Linked DNA regions of Bombyx mori: region 1 is linked to region 2. A link is a contact called in public Hi-C data. All regions are on one chromosome and are shown on one strand. The core of a region is the stretch at or near the end of the contact, and the rest is flanking DNA. Distances in the headings are between cores, read along the strand shown.

Region 1 (5,453 bases), core at 1,972-4,471, 52 kb after region 2:
TACCCGCAAACTCTTGTCAATACCGATAACGAGTTATTTGCTTTGGTACGGTTACAGAACAAACAGTAAATCGAACGTGGTGTTCTCGTAGATAAACGAATAACATCTCAAATTCGAACTTATGTAACTAATCGCGTTCATTGAATCAAGTCTACATATTTTCCTAATAGATATATAATAAATCGGTACAAACGTGTATCATCACAACAGCGCAGTTGTAACAAAACAAAACAAAAGTATCGCGCGAGATTAGTCACACGCACTAGTCATATCGAGTGCGTACCCATAATTAGCTTAACTACCTATTGTATTCATATAACGAATTCAATCCGATAGAATTAAACTACGATAACTTCAAAGCTTTAAGACCTAGATTGCTACGATGACCTGGGCTTTGAATCGATCCGAAAATATATGAAGTCAGCGTCGGAATGGTACTTCGATAAAGCTATGCGTCATGATAATCGCCTTATTGTTCCCACCGCTGACTACTCCCCGAATCCTGATCACGCAGGTGCCAGTCACCGTCGACGCCCTAGACACGTTCTTACGGATCCATCAGATCCAATAACCTTTGCATTAGACGCTTTCAGCTCTAACACTAGGGGAGCAGGCTTAGGGACCCCGGTAACCGTACTCGTCGAACTCGACAAAGAGTTCCCTAACCTAACCCATGCATCAGTCTGCTGAGTTTCTCGCCGGGTCTTCTCAGCGGGTCGCGATTCCGATCCGGTAGTAGATTCATTCGCGAAGCAACTGCTCTTGAGTTGTTAGGTCTCCTTCGGATGTGCTCGGGCAGCTGTTAGCAAATCCCACCCCTCCAGGCTGAGCCTTTGCTCGCCCACTTGTTCTGGTGAAACTGGAAAGGTCTCAGGGCCACCAGTAATACTTCAAACATAAAAAAAACCTAGATTGCTATTGCACACTCTTTAATTCGACATCCATTTTATCAGGTACACGTTTCCTGGTATGGAGTATGAAATATCGAAAAGATACTCAATTACGGTCCTGGTATTGATGGGGGCGCACCCACATGTCTTTACCCACCTACCGAGTACTGTTAACTTATCCCTATTCAGAGAATGTGACTCCACCTACGACAACGAGTTGCACAAGCATCGATATTCAATTCACAGGTAAATTACTATCATAGCTATTTTATATATTATATAAGACCTTTTTCTATTTTTGTACTAGGAATTGTAAGTTTTAAATAAACAATGGCGTTGTTCTGAAAACAAAGATTTATTATTTTAGTAACGTAAAACGTACACAAGAGTAATTGTACAATTACACTGTAAACTTAAAATAGGTATCTCACCTGAAAACAAAGAAACGACATTTAAAGTCTATTCAATTCCTTTTTATAATAACTCTCCTATCTTATTTAATTTAGCTCAACTAGCAGCTCAGTATTTCTGTTTTTTTTTATAAATTGTGTTTTTTAGAAATTATATTTATATACAAATTACATATTGATAAAATGGTGAAATATGAATATTATATTTTTGGATCTTACCGACAGAATAATGAAAAAATATTAACTGTATAAATAATTTTTAGCTAATTTAATTTTTTTAGCAAACTGTTATGTGTAAATGTTTCAAGGTTAATAAATAAATTATTATTAAAAAAAAAAATAAAGAAAAAATCAAAATCATTGATAAAGTTGATTATTGAAAACACGAATAAAACAAAATTTTCTGAAAATAAATCGTAGCTAGATCGATTTATCGCCCCCGAAATCCCCTGTATACTAAATTTTATGAAAATCGTTGGAGCCGTTTTCTAGATTCAGATTATATATACATATTTATATACAAGAATTGCTCGTTTATAGATATAAGATATGCACGAACATGTGTCGCCATTACCGACAGCGTCATCTATATGATTATTTAACAGCCATAGAGTGCTGTACAAATGTACTCTAAAGAGGTATAGTTTCTTTACATATTATTATACATAGTTTGTATATTGTCCATTATAGAGCGGAATGTTGAGGCTTAGCTCGAACGTTTTGTTTACAGGGCCGTAGGTAGATTTCTGAATATTTATGAAGGAACTACACCGCTCTCGTAGTTGTGGGTTTCATAAAACAAGTTAATGCATGTTATTTATTTACTGTCAATGATATTTTACTACGTCGTTTACTTGTTCATGAAGATAAGATAGTTATATTTTTAAATTAGATTAGTCAAAGCAGGCTCGCTTTGCTGGCCGAACTTTAACTTTGATCCAATCCCTACCAAACAAGGCCAAGCTGCACATATTCTCAAAATTTCATCGAAATCGGACATGCGTTATCGAAGTCTATGGAAGAACATACATACATATATAAATCGACTTTTGTCGTGTACAGAGATAATTAACAAAAACATGTTAACGTTTTATTAATAGTACTATATTGAGCAGACAAGTTACGGGCCACTTGGTGCTAAGCGGTTACCAAAGACGACCTCAGACTGGGGAGGCAGCTCTGGCGGAGTTCTCGGACTAATTGGAATATCTTACCAGTCAAACGGAAACATAAGATTGCTTCCAGTTAAAAATACGCATAATAGAACGACAGGGCAATTTTTCTTTAGAGATATTACAAAAAGTCCTTTTTTAAATGGATGCGGCACTACTTAATTAACATACGAATATCGATTTCTTTATTTTTGAAATTCAACACTGTTCCTATATAAACTATAAAATTAAGAATGAACTACGAACTATTATTGTTCATGAAATAAACTTTTACGTTGAACATTACTTAGTAGATAAATCTGAAAATCTTGTTTTTTTACTTCGTACTACCCCCTTAATGTAATGTGAGTCAACTCAGAAAACTACATTAACTAAGTTTACACATTTGCGTACACTTGAACTTTGCAACTATTTAACGTAAATCCTCATTTAGATCGTCGTACAGTTTCACAAGACACGGATTAACATTTCTTAAGCGCCAATGAACAGACTAGCAATAGCACGGATTGATTATTAAACAAGCCGTGGGTGCGGGCTGGTCGCGGCACCTACGTACCACAGTGCCTCCAATTTGGTCGCATTGTTTCGCAACTTGATTGGTACCAAATTCTTAACCCACAGACACCTTAGCCCGTGGGCAGGTGGAAAGTGGACTAATAACTGGTGATTATGCAACCACTCTATATGGTATGCACCTTATTTGATGCGAAAGCTGGCGTTGTCCTCCATACTAAGGCGATTGTTCGTAGCCTTATCGTTAAAGTTCAAACTAAAATAGCGCTAACTGATGATTATAGATAGTGAGTTACGACTACTATATTGGGGAACGCACATGTTCAATTTACACGTTTGAATTTTGTTATATGAAGCTACGGATATCATTCGTGCGAATGTAAGCGCATGGTCAGCGTCTGTAATATTAAGGAAACCGTTCCCAAAGTTGGAACGGACATGTATAGGTATTAAATCTAACATAAGCGAGTAATGTTAGTAGGAAATGTGTAATGTAAATGAATTCAGGGCCGCTCAAGGTCGCGAATACCGCGCATTAGCTGCTTTACATTGCGTGCTGTATTTGTAGGTACCTACCGAAAAATTTTTAAATGTAATTTTTAATTGAAGTACAATCTTTTACTCCAGTCATCTCTCGTTTCCCGCGAACAGTTTCTAGTAATTAATTAATTAACACACATTAATATAAAAAAATCATTTTCAATGAAATTTAATTCAAAATAGCTTATTATTGCCTTATCATAAAATATATAAATAATATCATTATTTTCTAAAGCAAATATGTACAGTTAAAACATAAACAGTAGCTACAGTTATAAAGAGTTTTCAATACAATAAAGTATGTGCGAGCTTAATATGTTCTTTTTTTCGAGTCGTGGTGTGGCGGGTAGCCATCATACAACGCAAGATATTTGACAGATACCTGAATCTCGCTTACGACATTTTCAAGATAAGTTCGCATATATACAAGTTTCGAACGTAGGTATGTTAGGTAGTTGTAGGTATATAAGACAAAGGGAAGATCTTCCACTGAGCGGGTGATATTGCTCGGTAGACCGACGGTCCGAACGTTGTTGTTCGGAACTTGTATATTATATGCGAAATTATCTTGAAAATGTCGTAAGCGAGATTCAGGTATCTGTCGAATATCTTGCGTTGTGTGATGGCTACCCACCACACGTAGATATAATTAAAAATACTTTTTCAATTTAACCTAGCTTTTATTATTTTCATTTTATTATTTCCGATGTTTCGAGAATATGTAGTTTATAGTTTTCTTCGGCGACTTCACGATCGCACTACGATCAAACGAAATGAAATCGGACAGAGTAACTACATTGAAAAGATTTGAAAATGTTTCGAAATCGAAAAGTTACATATTTATTGTAGTTAAAAACTTGACAAGCTCAATACTCCATTCGAATTTCCTTAGTCTACTTGTGTTACGGTGCTCGAATGAATCTATATATTAATACGTGAAGTAAAAAATTTGTATCCCTTTTTACGAAAATTGCGCGGATGGAGGAGTATGACATTTTCCACACTTATAGAGAATATAGAGAAGAAGTGCACAATGCTAATATATTTTATTTAAAATAATGCATAAATGATACATTAATTCAATAAAGAAAACATTACACACACTACATACCATGTATTTGACGCACACACGCATGCATACTATATTTTATTGTCAAACTTTTGTTCTGACGTCTGTGGTCAAATTGAGAATAGATTAAATATTGTTTGTCTTTATTAATATTTTTTTATAGTGTAGCCTTGGCCAAATTTGTGATTATAGAAGTATAAAATACAATCATAATAGTGTACAAACTCACAACTCCAATTAATTATAGTCGAATTTCGACTACTGCAGGACCTCTAGTTATAATTAGTACGTCGAATATAAATGCATCTTTTTAAGTTTACAATTTGTATTTAATCGGTCCACCGGTTGCAGAGAACGATGTCTTTGGAGGAACCATATGCCGACACCTACGTACCGGCATGTGTGCCGGCATTTGTTATATTATTACACTAGCTTTTACCCGCGACTTCGTCCGCGTGGAATAGTTACTTTGGTGGCAAAACGCTAAATTTTACCCGCCTCTTCATTTACGTAGAAAGTGAAAATATTTTTGAATAATAGAATGTTAAGGAGCTATTTAAGGTACCAAAATCATGCTTTTTAACCGACTCCAAAAGAGGAAGTTATCAATTCGACTATAATGTTTTATCTATGTATGTTCACCGATTTCTCAAGAATGCTTGAAGCGATTCTCATAATTCTTTTTTCTTCTTTTTTGTTCGAAAGGGTAGACTTCCCGAATGGTCCTGTAATCATCAAGATCTGATGATGGGATCCTGGAGAAATCCACAAAAATCTATAATTGTCAAAGCCTATCTTGAAGTGATTTGAGTGTTTCAATGCTGTAATGATTAACGTATTTATTTGGATAGGGATTAAT
Region 2 (5,411 bases), core at 287-2,786:
CTAGTTGGTTTGTACGTTGTGACGTAGCTCTGTGCTCATTGAGTAGTTGTATACGTTGGAGGGACCCCTCCTTTATCTTATTAATTACTCCCCCACCCCTGCATTGACGTCACAGACAGATTTAGACAGCTAAAACTCGAAAGGCCGTGGAAACAACTAAATTTTGATGTTTTAATGTATCGTAAACAATACTCATTTACATTTCTGGACCGAGAAGTACGTTGTTCCTCGCAGCTGTATATTAAATTTACTCTAAATATTAAGGCTCTAAATTTGAAATTCTCTTAAGTCGAGTAAAAATCTACTCTAGGCTGTTTTTCACTATAATACGTATTATCGGATCCTCCGGATTCACTTTCGGTGCTTATAGATACTCCAAGCAACGGTGGCCGTTCTTGTCGAAATTGCCGAATTTCGTTCGAAGTGCAATCTTATCCATAGACAGAACCCACTAAGTTTTTCTCCGAATCTTTTCCGTGGATCGCGATTCCGATACAGTCTGATTCAACGTAGCATTCACTCATTGCTCTTGCTAGGGCTAAGCTCGCCCAGTTTGAGTGAGAACCTCACCTACCAAGTCGATGTTGGAATAGCCCATCGAGACTACCAGATTAAGTAGGGGAAAAAAATATTAAGAAAATTAACTGTCATTAAATTGAGTTAGTAGCACCCTAATGGGCAAATTCGTTAATCACGTCAATAAGTTAATGTTATTTTATAAGGAACATAGTATTTAGTTGGTTAACAAAAAAAACAGTAAATCAATGAATAAAAGGTTAAGCAATGAAATTGTTGAACAATGATTATTTCGTAATTTTTAAGTTAAATCAAACAGAGTATCAGGATATAATTATTTTCATAGCTTATCTACAATAAACATATAATAGACATGAACAACAACCGTATTTACCGAAGTCAGTTAAACACTGGTGTTGTGAATGAAACAGTGTGCGTCCGGCGAGCGGCGAACGCGAATGGGAGCGGAAGCCCGCGGTTAGTCCACTTCCTGTTTCCTGCCGAGTCGAGAACGTCGTATGTGCAGCCGAGCGCGCCCGAGCGTACCCGAAGCAACACGAACAGTCACGGAAACACACGATCGTAGTCAATGCGCTATAGTATCTTCTGTATGATAATAATACTGAGCGAGAATTATTTAGTTGTTTAATTTTTAGAGCGGAATCAAAATGTTGTGGAATGAAAACAAACCACAGCGGTACCTACTGCACCGTAACTTAAATATTCAATCTGTTTTTTTTTTTTTTATTGTGCTTGGGAATTAAGGATATCAGGGAATAAAATGATTTTAGCAAAAAAAAGGGTTTTATCTTCATGCATTCCTAAAATTTATAATAAACAGTACACATATAGGCTACATCCAGAATACTTTTCTGTAAGATTCTATCTGGAATTCGTTTACAGAACCCGTCGCGTCGTGCTGTAGTATTTGAGTGAATATGCCATCTGTGAGCGTTATATTAAGATGTAGACATAATGATTGTATAACTACATATTACTACATTCAACACAGCTTTTTTCTTAGTATTGGTTATAACGGCTACACCCAAAGTTTATTTTATTGGCACATGTGGCAGAGTAGTATTAGAGACAAAACAGTTTGAGGACCGATGGTTTAGAATCTTTCTTAGTTATCGCTATTTTCTTAGGTTTTAGAATATAATTACACTAACCATTAATTATAATTCGAATGGTGCTAAAATAAACAACGCGATGAATAAATAAATAACTTTAGACAGTGTTTCGTGTATCTGTCATGAAAATTTAAAAAGTAATTATTTTGCACTGCTTAATATGTCTACATCATTTACGTCAAAATTTACTTAAATGACAATTATTACTAACTGCATAAGGTATATTTATCTGTTTATTAAAATGTCTAGATAGTTACGATACCTTAGTTTTCGTTTAGACAAAATACAATATGAAAATATTTGCGTAAAATAATTAAACATTCAATGTAGGTCATCACCACACGTATTAAAAAATAGAACGGGCCATTCATCATTCTTAGAAAGGTATTTAATGGGTTCGTTACCACGAATTTTTTTAGTTAGTATGACGTGTCTGTTTCGCCTTAATAGTCCGAAAAAGGATTCGAAACGAGAGGAGTAGAATAAGACGTAATAGCAGTCAAAAGTAATGTTTTATTTTTAGGGACTTATGTATGACGTACTCGGTCGCTTTATATGAATTGGACCTGTGGTACTCAAAGTTCAGGTCTGACGCACGCAAACTTAGAACTAAGAAATAAATACGTTTCAGTATTAGCGCTCTTTGTACCGAAATATTACCAGTGTGAATTAGTATGATTTGAAATCTTTTATCCAACCAACGGGAGGGAGATTTTGTTAATATTAATTGATGATAATAATTAATAATTAGTTAATATTAATTATATAATTTTTAAACGGTAGGCGGCGGCTTGGCTCTGACCCCGGCATTGTTGACGTCCATGAGCAACGGGAACCATTTACCACCAGGTGGGCAGTATGCTCGTCAGCCTGCCCACAATACAGCTTGGACAATAAAAAAAAAGGGATTCCACGGATGGTGAGTTAACTTCACATTACCTTAGGTAAATTATGGTTTGTACTATGAGGCTTTGAATATATCTCTATAAAAGCCCTTTTCAAAAGAAGCTTAATTTAAAGAAATTAAGGACCTATATAGGATACAGTTACAATTAAACTTCGATCGTCTAAATAAAAATTCTGCAACCTGACTCCATCAACACATGCATATATGAATTGCATAATCCTTATTCAACCTTCCTTCAATGCTGTCATTTGGGATAAAAGAAACAATAATCTGAAATTTTCTCACAAAAAAACATTTTGCGTGCGGCCCTGGGACGATGTGTTTATGGTAAGTTGGTATAGCTGCCGATTCACCCACGCAAGATCGCCCACGAGAAGCGCCCACATTCCTCCCTGGCCTCATCCTCCGTGGATCTCTCCGGCGGACGTAGTAGCGTAGGCTCAAAATTAACCACAGACCATCACTTACGTCGACATTCCTAATATTAAATTCGACATTTGCTTTCGCAGATAGATGTTAGAAAAGAACACAAATGTTGCGGCCGTAGAAGAATTGAAATCGTTCCTAAAATTCTAAGGTTACATTTTATGAAAACTACTTTTACGATTTGATCTCGCGTGTTTTAATGTCAATATTTCCGACATTTCCAATACTGGACAGTTTTCACGAACGGTTTTTTTTTTCATCAAAGAAGGACGACCTTACATGATCGTAAATAGCCACCATCGTCAATCACTCTTCAGTACATCGCTACATCAAGAATTTCAAGAGTAGAATAATTTACTCACTACCCGCCGCTTGGGTTTGCCACTCAGTCATACTCATATATGTACATTGTAAAAGCATCTACATAGTTTATTTTGAATTCGTGTTGAATAAATAATTCTTTTACGAAAACATGGCCTAAATATTCCGAGATATTCTTTGATAGTAAAAATACTTTCTTAAATATCGGCAGGCGAGTGTAAGACCAATTCGATTCTAAAGAAGCACGGAAATCCTACACGTATCTTGAGATATGACGTCGCATTACCAATTATAACACAAAACGGCTGCCCTCGTTAAACCGACACGCATGACTGCTTTTGCCTCCCCAATTGACCTTCCACTAGTCTCTTTATTTAATTTGAAAATTATCAAAGCATGTCCTGTCTATCTTTTGTTATATTCTATGTCATTATCCTTTTGCGTAGATCGGACGAGGCGCGGAGCGAGCGTCGGGTCGACTCAATTGCGTTGCACGACTTGTCTCCGCACTAACGTATAGAAATAATTAAAATGTACACATACATTATTCTACCTACTCGCAGCGATGAAGCAACATCATTAGCACTGCATATTAATGTCACGATTGTCTTTACAACGTTTTAATTGTTTGTGTTTGTCTTATAAAATACATATGCGATTAGCGTCTATCCGACTCTGTTCATAAAGGAGTGGTTTTTAACTACCTTCTATGAATCGACTTGACGATGTTTTCTTTATAAAAAATCGATCGGATAGTTGTATATATTGAAAAAAAGGTTCAAGGCTAAATTCATGTAAGAAGCTGAATTTTTGTTATCAAGCTACTTGGCCAATGTTAAAATCCCGCAGGCAGTTATTTATATTTATATTATTAATATGGCATACTTAGCTCATGTTCACAAACGACTTATTCGATGAAGGAATGTGATCGTCTCATAAAAACCTAACTCGCAAAGTACATTTAGTAAGTCCGCACGCGTAAAGACAACCGTCCTATTGGTGTCTTTTTTTCCCTTCCTATGCTGATAGACTTGAGAGGCTATTTTAGCTTCTCCCTCGAGAAACGCAATGGGCTATGTCTATGGGTTAAAATTGGTGTCGCGAAGCAGTCATGGAACTAACTTTGAAACGTGAGACTGTCATCATACAACTATCTCAAGTAGGAGTTATATAAATATAGCCTTCGGTTGCCACTTATGCAATTAAATGCCATGTACATATGTAATGGAGAAAAATTAAAAAAAACACACACACACCAGCCTTATACTTAATAATTAAATTTTCAATGGATACCTTGCTAAATAACAAATAATATTAGCAGAGAATTATAAGTGAACTCAAAAAAGGTTAAAACGAAAAAGTTTGTATTTTAAGTCTGTCGAAGATATCGATTGAACGAATTCTTTTTTAAAATTTGAAAACTAAATTTTTAACGTGAGATGTACGAACGTATTACGTACAAACTGAAACATTAAACATTTATAAGGCGGGTTACCTCACTTCGGTAAACGTGAGTCTACATGGCATCATTCTACTATTACGAAATCGTTTCTAGTCGACGTCACTATGAGTTTCTTCACACGGAAGGGGGTTGGAGGCGTCATTCTAAGGCAACCCCACGCTTCGTTCACCACGCCACCCCACCATTCATTCTTCCGCCGGTGTAGGTGAAGTTTTCTTGTATTCGAAAAGGATGACCTAGGTTTTCTCCTTTAAATTTTATTCTGTAGTTCAATTATTATTAAGTACAAGAAGTTTGGATTTTTTGGCGGGAGCGCGACGAGTGAAGTTAATATAAATTAAAATAAGATATGACTTAAAGGTCTTAGTTACCAGGTCATAAAATCCCTTAAAAAATATATATATTAAGTACAACATCCAAAAAATCACATGTTTGTTTGCACTAACAGAATGTACGTCGATTAGAACTATATACCTAATTTTCTTCTTCTCTTGAGATGTTCTATATTTCATTTTTGTTAACGTTAAACTTCGCCAGAATCAAATTTATCTAAAGTACGTATTTGTATACTTTTGACTCGGCGTTTACATTTTATTTATATTGAAAACAAAACTTAATCATGCATTAATCAGCATGTTATGAATTG

Evidence for each region. Hi-C and Micro-C count contacts between places; a contact is called where the count stands out from the background.
Region 1: a Hi-C map of midgut shows a contact between it and region 2, with 1.9 times the contacts expected there. The contact joins two enhancer-like sites. A contact is called at or near these places in 3 of 7 Hi-C or Micro-C datasets (midgut, posterior silk gland and whole pupa).

Annotation. Positions count from the first base shown.
Region 1 is chr13:5,318,215-5,323,667 of ASM3026992v2, forward strand. It overlaps a transcript of LOC101741873 not described here. Among protein-coding and RNA genes, the nearest start is that of LOC101741873, 26 kb to the left of the region's middle. Within about 2 kb of position 3,222, at least 3 of the 8 cell types and tissues checked have open chromatin away from gene starts, as enhancers often do.
Region 2 is chr13:5,268,180-5,273,590 of ASM3026992v2, forward strand. All of the region lies in intron 2 of LOC134199950 (a long non-coding RNA gene), which reads right to left. Among protein-coding and RNA genes, the nearest start is that of LOC134199950, 8.4 kb to the right of the region's middle. Within about 2 kb of position 1,537, at least 8 of the 8 cell types and tissues checked have open chromatin away from gene starts, as enhancers often do.